2 separate regions of the Nomascus leucogenys genome follow, and region 1 is linked to region 2. A link is a contact called in public Hi-C data. All regions are on one chromosome and are shown on one strand. The core of a region is the stretch at or near the end of the contact, and the rest is flanking DNA. Distances in the headings are between cores, read along the strand shown. Region 1 holds the start of CTDSP1 (carboxy-terminal domain RNA polymerase II polypeptide A small phosphatase 1). Region 2 holds the start of PNKD (probable hydrolase PNKD).

Region 1 (4,766 bases), core at 1,597-4,096, 130 kb before region 2:
TCGGTGCACACTGGCCTGCAGAATCCTGCATGTGTGTCCAGGTGTGAACCCCTGAGCCGGGAGGATCTTGCCGTGGCCCCTTCATCCAGACACACGAAGGCAGCTCCTGACTTTCTCTAAAATGCCCCTGTCAGAGCCCCACAATCTGCTCCAAGGCTCCTGCAGCTCCCCGACAAGTAAGTCTAGCAGGTATTAAGGCGCCCACGTAGGGAGTGCATGGCCTGGAGAAGGGGATCCTAGGGTGCTCTCTCCCTGCCTCTCACAGCCTCCATGACTGCTGCTGATCAGCCCCATTGCGGTGCCTCCTGACCCCACCTTACCCGAGCACCCCTGCTCAGGACAGCCAGGGCCTGGGACCCAGAGCAGTCCACCCCTGCCCTCCCTCCATCCTCTCCAACCCCGTGGGTACGAAGTCCTCACTGCGGCTGGGCTCAGAGGCAGGGGTGCAGTCCTGCGGCCTGGGGCCAGTGTCCAGTGGCCATCTGTTTGCCCCGCCCCGCCCAGACCTCGGATCTGGAACCCAGCAGCGGCGGCCTGATTGACAGATACCCCTCCCACCCCCCCACCCCCCCCACCCCCGGCCTCCTGCAACTAGCCTTTCCACCTTGCCCTCAGCTCCGGGCAGCCAGGCCTAGGCGAGGGTGCGCAGACCTGGGGGCAGCGTCCAGGTCCTGAGGTCCACGCGGGGAAAAGCAGGAGCAGATAGACCCCCACCCCGGCCCAGCCACGCTGGGGGACGGAGCCTCGTCGGGGCGGCGAGGCTTTACGGGGTGGTGTGTGCCCACTAGGCGCACGACTCTCCCCGCGGGCGCCAGGCGACTCTTGGAAGTGCTGGCCGTCCTCTCTGTGTCTCCGAGGGGGTCGGCGCCTCCACGCGTGACGCGAAGTTTGTGGGAACGTGGCTGTGTGTTGGCGGGAGATCCCTCCAAGCCTCCCCAGCCCGCTGTCACCTCGGCGCCCCCTCCCAAGACCCTACCGGACCGCAGCCCGGGGGTGGGGGGTGGGGGGTGGGGGGGGCGGAGTCTCAGCGGGTGGCCCATAGGCGCCCTCCTCAGCTCCCCCATCTCCCAGCCCCATTGGCGCCAATGGGGGGGGGCGCCCATGCACCACGCAATGCCAGCCAGGAAACCCCCGAAGGAGTTCCCTCTCTATTCCTGCCTCAGTTTCCTCACCTCGAGCGAACAGGAGCGCCTCAAAGGCGCCAGGCCCCGCCCCGCGTCTCTGAGCCTCCTTTGAGTTCAAACTCTCTCCCTGCTCCCTTTCAGGCTGGGAGCTTCGGGCACGGCTGAGGCGGCCGCCCGGGGCAGCGGCGGCGGCTCCCCTGGGGAAGATCCCGGCCCCTTCTCTTCTCCCACAACGCCCCGGCTTCGGCCCCCTCCCCGCAGCCCCGGTACCTTTGCCCCGCAGCGGGCCCCGAGCCTCCTCCTTGCTGATCTGAGTAATGACGGCCGAGCTGTCCATGGGGCCGGGCGCGCTCCGCTCCGGCCGGACTCTGGCCCGGGCGCCCGGCCTCCCCCCCGGCTGGGGCCGGAATCGGGGCGCGGGGGGGAGGGGAGGGGTGGGAGGGAGGGATCCCCGCAAGCTTCGGAGGGGAGGGGAGCCAGGTTCTAGGGGGGAGGGGGAGGGAGGGGGCGCGGAGGAAACTTTGTTACAACATGGAGTTTCCTCCCCGCGAGGCGGATGCAAACATGGAACCCAGGCGCGGTTTCAAGGCTCCCCCTTAAAAGGGCAACGGCTTCGGCGTGACCTGGACGCGGCTGCGGCTTTCGCCACTTCTGGGACCCGCGCGGCTAGGCGGACTGGGAGGCGGGCCGGGCCGGGTTCCTGCCGCGCTCCAGGGGGCGTCGCCTCCCTTCCTGCCGCCCGCCGGCGGGGCTGAGCCTCTGCGGCTGCGTGGCAGGCCCAGCACCCGGCTCACCGTTCCAGGCCGCCGAGCGCCCTGGGCCAAGGCCCGCCCGCCCGGAGCGCCCACGCCGGGGAGTGCCCGAGTGCGGCGCGGCTCCACCTCTGCGTTTTCTGAGGACCCGGGACTAGAGGCTTCTTGGTTTCTTCGTTGAGAACTTGGAGATAGCGCTATCTTATCTGTAAAATGAGTCTTCTCTCCTGTCTGGTGGTCGCAGAGATCACCTCGCAAGAACGTCATGAGCCAGCGAAGGCCTTGCTGGCCCGAAACAGCTTGCAAACCTCAGAATCACGCTTTTGAATGGGACGGTCGCCGCCCCCCGCAGCCCCAGGGCGAGGTGCCCCCGGTCTGTAGGGCGTGAAATTCCAACTCCCTGCCCTGGGAAAGCCCCCTGCCGACCTCTCCCCACGGCCCCACCCGGGGCCCCGCACGTCCACTCGCCGCGCACGGGCCACCGCGCGTTCCCGCCTGAAGAAGTTTTCGTACGCGCTGTTCCCTTCGCGTAGCCAAATTCCACCGACCTCGAGGAAATGCCACCTTCTCCAGGGGCCTTCCCTGACCCCCTCCCTTGCCCGCGGTCGCCGGCCGCCCTGTGATTACTGGGGGTGTGGTGGGGGTCACTGGACTCGCTGCCGATCCTAGGAGCCCAGCACGGCGCCGCACGCGGTGGGCCCAAAGCCCGACCGTGGGGACCTCAAACCAGAGGCCCTCAAGGCCCGTTCCACCCGGCCTGTGGCGCAGTGCTGGGCACTTGGGAACGGAGGTCCCCGTCTTCTCGCTGGAAGCCCCTCCGTGGTGCGCGCCGTGGGTCTGCGGGTTGGTCTTTTTCCTCGTTTATGAAGTTCTTTTTACTCGTCGTTACTATTTTGTAAGTTCACCATTTAAAAATTAATAACGCCAAGCCCGACAAACATGCCTCGGCACTTCCTCCCCTCCCCCTCTCCCGCGGGCCTCGGTGGCGGGGCGGGGCGGGCGCGTCCTGTCCCGTCCGGCCGCCGGGTGCGACGCGGCGCACGTCCGCCAGGCCCTGCCGAGGTGGAGCCGGGGAGGGGAGGCCCCGCACGGGGGGCGGGAGGGGAAGGAAGGGGAGCGGCGCCTGCCAAGAAGGCGCGGCGGCTTCGTGCCCTGAGGCTGGGAGTAGGGGCGGGAGGGCACTGTCGGGACTGATACCCCGGCCCCCGGGCTGGATCCCTCGGCCCTCCTCCTGCTCCTGGGTAGCCCACGGGGCGGCCACCATTGCGCTTCATCACCGTGATCGCCACGCGCTGCTGGCGCTCTCTGAGGCCTGCTCTGGCTGCGCCCCCTAATCTCGTTTACCCCTTAGAACGGCCTCCTTGTTATCCCATTTCACAGATGAGGAAACTGAGTTTCAAGAAAGGAAGCGACGTGCCCCGGGTCTCCCGGCGAGGGCAAAGGCGGGATTCCAGCCCGGGAGCGGGACATCTGTCTCCCCTGCGGTCCGGCCTCCTGGGTGGGGCCTCGGCTTTATCTCCGGATGCGGGGCCCTCATGACCCCAAAAGGAAGCCTGTGGCGAGGACTGAGTGGAGTCGTGGCCTCGCCCTTGGCCTGGGTTGGGTGGCGCCCCTTCCTCTCCCTCTGTGAAGGGGGCTGGAACTTGGCCACTGTCCCCACACCCACCATTCCCAGACGCGCCACGCTGAGGTCACAGGATTCCTCAGGAATCCCCCACCTCCTCCACCCCATCCTATCGCCACTTCAAGCCGTTGCCCGTGCAGTTCTTTTCTCAGGGAGACCTAACTCCTCCTCCCAGGCTCCCAAGGCGGCTGAGGTAGCCGCGCCTTCTGCCTGGAGCCCTGGACTTCTCTCCCCACGCCTTGGGGCGGGTAGTTAGTTACTGAGTGAGTCGAGAGGCCAGGATTGCGTGGGGGAAGGGGGGGTCCTTCGAGTGTCCTCACTGTGGGGGTTTTCTACACCCAGCTGCAGGTGGAGGTCACTTTATGCACTCTGTTTTTTGTCTTTTATCATTCGCACCCCAGGAAAAATAAAATCATGGGGGTCACAAGTCAGAAACGGGGAGGGGCAGGAACGGGATTCAGCAAGGTGCTGTCTGGCACCTGTGGATTTGGAAGCGTCTCTTCCAACCCAGTCCCTCAGCTTCCCCATCTGCCAAACAGGGCTGGTAAAAGCCCAACCCAGGGGGATGGAGGGAGCCGTGCAGAAAGTCAGGGTGCGTTCAGCAGGCTCCTGGTGAGTGCCGAGTGCGACCACGCCCTCCCTGAGAGGCCTAAAGGGAACTTCCAGAAGAGCAACTCTGCACCCCTCTTCCTGGAGGGTCGATTTGAGCCCGGGCTGGAAGAACCAGAGCTACCATGAGGGGAATGGGGGCAGCTCTAACTAGACGCCTTCCAGTCTGCAAATGACTGACTTTGGCGCGACCTCATCACTAGCCCTTTGCCCAGGCCCTGGGCAGCCCCTTAGCTGGCCCTCCGTGTCTTCTTGACCAGCCTGCCCATTACTCTGCCGTTCCCCCAGTCCTGCCCCACAAGATCTAAGACGTCCCCAGAAGGCTTCAGGTCTTGGCAGATGTGCACACACGTGCCCCCATGCTCCTGGCACTCTCATTCCTCCTGGACTGTCCTGTCAGCACTCCCCCCTACCCCCGACCCCCCTTCAGCAAGATTCAGTCCCCTTCCCTGGCCCGCCTCACGGGCAGCGCCCTTCACCGCATCCTGCCACAGTGACTTGTTTGCACAGCTGTCTCCCGCAACTGGAGTGTGGGGTCCTTGAGAACTGACATCTTTAATTCGGGACTTTGCCTCCGTCCCCAACTTGTAACACAGGGCCTGGTACAGGACTGGCACTCAATGCCAAGAGGGGTGTGTAGGGGGTACAACTGGGGCA
Region 2 (4,955 bases), core at 154-2,653:
CTTCTGAGTACTACTATACAACTAGTACAAGCTCACATGATCTCAACGAACTACTTACTTAAACTTGGGTCTCACTCCAAGCTCCCAAAAGGGAGGATGAGGCCAGGGACCCAAGTCTGAATCAGATCAACTCAGCTTACTCCACAGTAAACCCACTGTCTTCTCAATTCCACATACTTCCCCACCTCCGCTGCCCCACCCCTCTGAGATTCCAATCGAACCCAACAATTCCGTTCCCACAACTTTGGATTCAGCTCGCCACCTGAAACTTAGAGAAGTTTCTGAGTCCTGCCCTCCCATACAAGCCACGCCCCGTTGGTGGGCAAAAGGGTGGTTAAAACTCACCAGGCCAGTCCCACAGCTTTCATGGGGTTCTTGCCCCTCTTTCTGGGAATGTATTCCAGCTCCGGGGATAGGGGTTCAGGTTCCTCCTTGCCCTCTGGGGAGCTGTGGCTTTGCAGGGCCCGGATCCTGTTATGAGAAGCCTTGTTAGCTGTGGCTCCTGCGAGAATCCCTGTGGATGGAGGTAAGGAAGGTCAGTAAGAAGAGATGAGAAGAAAGCAAGCGGGGAGGTGGGGGGCAGTAAGGGCTTGGGAGGAGCGGCTGAGATCTGGGGAAGGGGAGTGACCAGTCTGAAGCAACAAGTGCTGGGGAGAATCCAAAGGGAGACTGGAAAATCGCCACCGAGGTGGCACCTTTGGAAGCCACTTCCACGTCACTGCGGGCTCATCACCCTGGTGCTAGGACGAAAAGCTTCGCTGTTCTTCCTCAGACGACAGCATGGGAAGGACTGCAGTGGGACTCACATGAGACGTATGAAGGAAATCCGGGAAAAGGTTTTGAAACTGCAAATGTTAGCACTGGAAGGGACCTTAAAGATAGTCTACTCCATCCCTTGCACTGTATGGAAGAGGAAGCTGAAGCCCTGAGAGAAAAACTGCTTTGCCCAAGGTCAAACTGCTAATTATCCAGGGCTGGAACCCAAGCCTCCAGAAGCCCGGGGCTCTTTCCTCTGCACTGCGGTGAGTGTGAAACACCTGGAGCGCGGGAGTCTAACGGGCTTCCTAGGAGCTCCCTCTTGCAGTAAGACTCCGGAGGTGTCGAGCAACCCGAAGGCGGGGGGGATGCACTGGGTGACCTCTAAAGAGCATCTCTGCACCCCCAGACTCTAAGATCTTGCAGAAAAGTGTGGGCAGGAACCAAGAGCCCTGACCTCCTGCTATCGTCGGGCTGGATGTGAAAGAAAAGGGATCTTCTGCAGTCCTGCCCTCCCCGGGGGTCCCTCTCCTTACCCCTGAGGACGCGGGCATTTCTCGCCCCCCGGCCCTTCAGCGCCGTAGCAGCTACCACCGCCGCCATGTTCAGATCCCACCCCCCTTCACCGCGCTCCCCGCCGGGAATTGTAGTTTCCGTAAGGGGCCTCCCCCGCGCCTTCCGTCCTGCCTACAGGCCAGAAACTACATCTCCCAGAAGCCCGCAGAGCGGACCCAGGAGAACTACTCTTCCCAGGAGACCCCGGAGGCGCGCACGCTCGCTTGTTTCCCTCCAGTTGGGGGCGGAGTCAGGTGGGGCGGAGTTTGGGTTCTCTCCGCCACGCCCCGGCCCCGTCTTCCAATGCCGCTCTGTGATTGGTGGGGCGGTCAGCCAACCTTCGTAGCTATTGGCCGAACGGCCGTCGCTCTTCCTGCTGGGGAGTCGCCTACGCCTACTTCCTCCCGGGAGGAGGGGCTCGAGTTCCGCGTCGTCGCGCAGAGCTGACTCTGGGAGGCGTTTGGGCCCACAGAAGTGGATCCGCCGCTTGCGCCGCATGGAGTCCGAATCGGAAAGCGGGGCTGCTGCTGACACCCCCCCACTGGAGACCCTAAGCTTCCATGGTGATGAAGAGATTATCGAGGTGGTAGAACTTGATCCCGGTCCGCCGGACCCAGGTGAGAACTGCCGCTCCTCAGGCCATGGGACAGGAGACGCTCACCCCTGGCCTCTGACCCTTGCTTTTCCCTGCTCCCCTCCACACCCGACCGGTCATTCCTACCGATATCTTTCTTCCCCTCCTCCCCCACTCCCACCCTCACACTTAGTTCTCAGGCCTGGCTGGGGTGGGGGGTTCCCTGACGCCTCCTCTGGCCCTTCCCCTCACACACCCCCTTCCCATCATCCCCTTGGCCCTCCCTTACCGCACGGTCGCTGGCCAGCCGTGGCCTCCCGTCCTGTGTCCCGCGCGCCCCCCCGGACCCCCGTGTGTCTGACTCCACCTTCCCCTCTCGCCACATGACCCGCCCCAGCCTCAGGCCTCCTCATGCTTCTCTCCGTACCTCTTACCGCCTCCCGAGCCCCATCTTCTAACCCTCTCCCCAAAGCAGATGACCTGGCCCAGGAGATGGAAGATGTGGACTTTGAGGAAGAAGAGGAGGAAGAGGGCAACGAAGAGGGCTGGGTTCTAGAACCCCAGGAAGGGGTGGTCGGCAGCATGGAGGGCCCCGACGATAGCGAGGTCACCTTTGCATTGCACTCAGGTAGGTCTTTGAGGCGATCCACCTCAAATCAGTTTAGGTGGGCGTGTAAGCATTAAACATCAGCCATGGACAGAACGTTATGGGGGACACAGAGATGGGCAAGATGCTGGCCTTGCGCTGGAGGAGCCCACAGGTGGGAAAGTGTGGCAGAATGGATGATTGCTTGGCTTCTGGCATCAGTCGAGACACCAGGCTTCAAGTCCTCCCTCTACTTTGCCAGTTAACCTTGATTAACCTCTTAGTTTTCTTTTAAAAAGTTATCTTTGGCCGGGCGCGGTGGCTCACTCCTGAAATCCCAGCACTTTAGGAGGCTGAGGCAGGTGGATCACTTGAGGTCAGGAGTTCCAGACCAGCCTGACCAATATGGTGAAACCCCGTCTCTACTAAAAATACAAAAATTAGCTGGGCGTGGTAGCGGGTGCCTGTAGTCCCAGCTACTCGGGAGGCTGAGGCAGGAGAATTGCTTGAACCCGGGAGGCAGAGGTGGCAGTGGACTGAGACTGCGCCATTGCACTCCAGCCTGGGCGAGAGAGCGAGGCTCTGTCTCAAAAAAAAAAAAAAAAAAAAAAAAAATACAAAAATTAGCCGGGCATGGTGACACATGCTTGTAATCCCAGCTACTCTGGGAGAATCGCTGGAACCCGGGGGGCGGAGGTTGCAGTGAGCCAAGATCACGCCACTGCACTCCAGCCTGAGCAACAGAATGAGAGTCTGTCTCAAAAAAAAAAAAAAAAAGTTATCTTTGATAAAAGTTAATAAAAGTAGTTAGTATAAAATTAGAGATAATTGGCCAGGTGCGGTGGCTCACGCCTGTAATCCCAGCACTTTGGAAGGCCAAGGCCGGTGGATCACCTGAGGTCAGGAGTTTGAGACCAGCCTGGCCAACATGGCGAAACCTCATCTCTACTAAAAATAAAAAAAAAATTAGCTGGGTGTGGTGGCATGTGCCTGTAATCCCAGCTACTTGGGAGGGTGAGGAAGGAGAATCACTTGAACCTGGGAGGCGGAGGTTGCATTGAGCTGAGATTGTGCCACTGCACTCCTGCCTGGGTGACAGAGCAAGACTCCATCTCAAAAAAATAAAATGAGAGATAATTATATCTTTTTGAGCATATTTTATATAACTTTCTCAAGTGCTAGTTCTTAGTAAGAAACCGTTGCTGGGTGTGGTGGTTCACGCCTGTAATCCCAGCACTTTGGGAGGCCGAGGTGGGTGGATCACGAGGTCAGGGGTTCGAGACCAGCCTGACCAACATGGTGAAACCCCGTCTCTACTGAAAATACAAAAATTAGCTGGGCATGGTGGCGGGCGCCTGTAATCCCAGCTACTCAGGAGGCTGAGGCAGGAGAATTGCTTGAACCTGGGAGGCGGAGGTTGCAGTGAGCCAAGGTCGCGCCACTGCACTCCAGCCTGGGCGACAGAGCAAGACTGTCTCAAAAAAAAAAAAAAAGAAACCCTTAACAGGATGCTCTCCTCACTCTGCACCCAACCCGGTGGCATCCCATGCTGAGAACTGTAAGCCCTGCACCTGTCCCCACCTCTTATCTGTGGCATTGGTGTTGGGTGGTGAGGGGAGTCGCACAGTGGGGGGATCTACTCTGGCAAATAGGGAGCTTGGCAAATGTGGGAAGGATCTAACAACCAGATTCTCGAAACTTAGAAGAGCTTGGATGTGCCTGTGTTTTCCAGGAGGAAAGACATGTTGCTTTGGGTGAAAGGGGGTGGGTTTCCTGAAGGTTCTGAAGGACAGAGGCCTAGGTGGGAGCTCTGTCCCCTTACCCATGGAATATCTCTTGGGACAGCATCTGTGTTTTGTGTGAGCCTGGACCCCAAGACCAATACCTTGGCAGTGACTGGGGGTGAAGATGACAAAGCCTTCGTGTGGCGGCTCAGCGATGGGGAGCTGCTCTTTGAGTGTGCAGGTGAGGGGGCTGAGGTAGAGGCCTGGGAGAGGTCATATTCTTTTGGGAGATCTTAGGAGGCTGGCCTGCAGTGGTTGTGCATCCAACAGCCACTTAGTGACGTCTCTTTTGTGCCAGCTCTGTGCTGGGCCCCAGGGACACGGGGAGAACACTAGTGTGTTTTGGGCACAGAGGCAGGAGGCACTAATTCGCCAAGGGAATCCAGGAAAGGCCACAGAAGGCCACATTGGTATAGGAGCAGTTGGGCAGAGGGGAGGACGTGGGATTGCGGGCAGAGGTGTAGAGTGGACAGAAGGGGGAAGGCATAGGAGGGTGGGGCTTGTTCTGGTTGAGTGAGGGCCAGCAGTGTCTCTCCTGGGCAGACATGGGAATACTGGTTCCTAGAGCGGCGGTGAGTTCCAGCACCTGTTGTGCTCAGTCCCGCCCCTCTTTTTTTCCTAGCTGGTCCTTTCAGGGGGCCAGATACTAGAATCACATGCCCCCAGCACCAGGTACCCTATTTTTTTCCTCTGTTTCTGC

Evidence for each region. A called contact is a pair of places that touch in the nucleus more often than the background predicts.
Region 1: a contact with region 2 is called in a Hi-C map of a lymphoblastoid cell line, with 3 times the contacts expected there. The contact joins the promoter of CTDSP1 here to the promoter of PNKD in region 2. A contact is called at or near these places in 2 of 4 Hi-C or Micro-C datasets (a lymphoblastoid cell line and an unstated tissue).

What each region holds. Positions count from the first base shown.
Region 1 is chr22a:119,078,926-119,083,691 of Asia_NLE_v1, reverse strand. It overlaps CTDSP1 (carboxy-terminal domain RNA polymerase II polypeptide A small phosphatase 1), which reads right to left and starts at 2,846. Exons shown (of 7, transcript XM_030802490.1): 1 at 1,395-2,846. The coding sequence starts at 1,461.
Region 2 is chr22a:118,948,948-118,953,902 of Asia_NLE_v1, reverse strand. PNKD (probable hydrolase PNKD) reads right to left here and starts at 1,403. Exons shown (of 10, transcript XM_030803032.1): 1 at 1,293-1,403; 2 at 346-514. The coding sequence starts at 1,359. It overlaps AAMP (angio-associated migratory cell protein), which reads left to right and starts at 1,637. Exons shown (of 11, transcript XM_003272351.4): 1 at 1,637-1,928; 2 at 2,361-2,513; 3 at 4,317-4,436. The coding sequence starts at 1,808.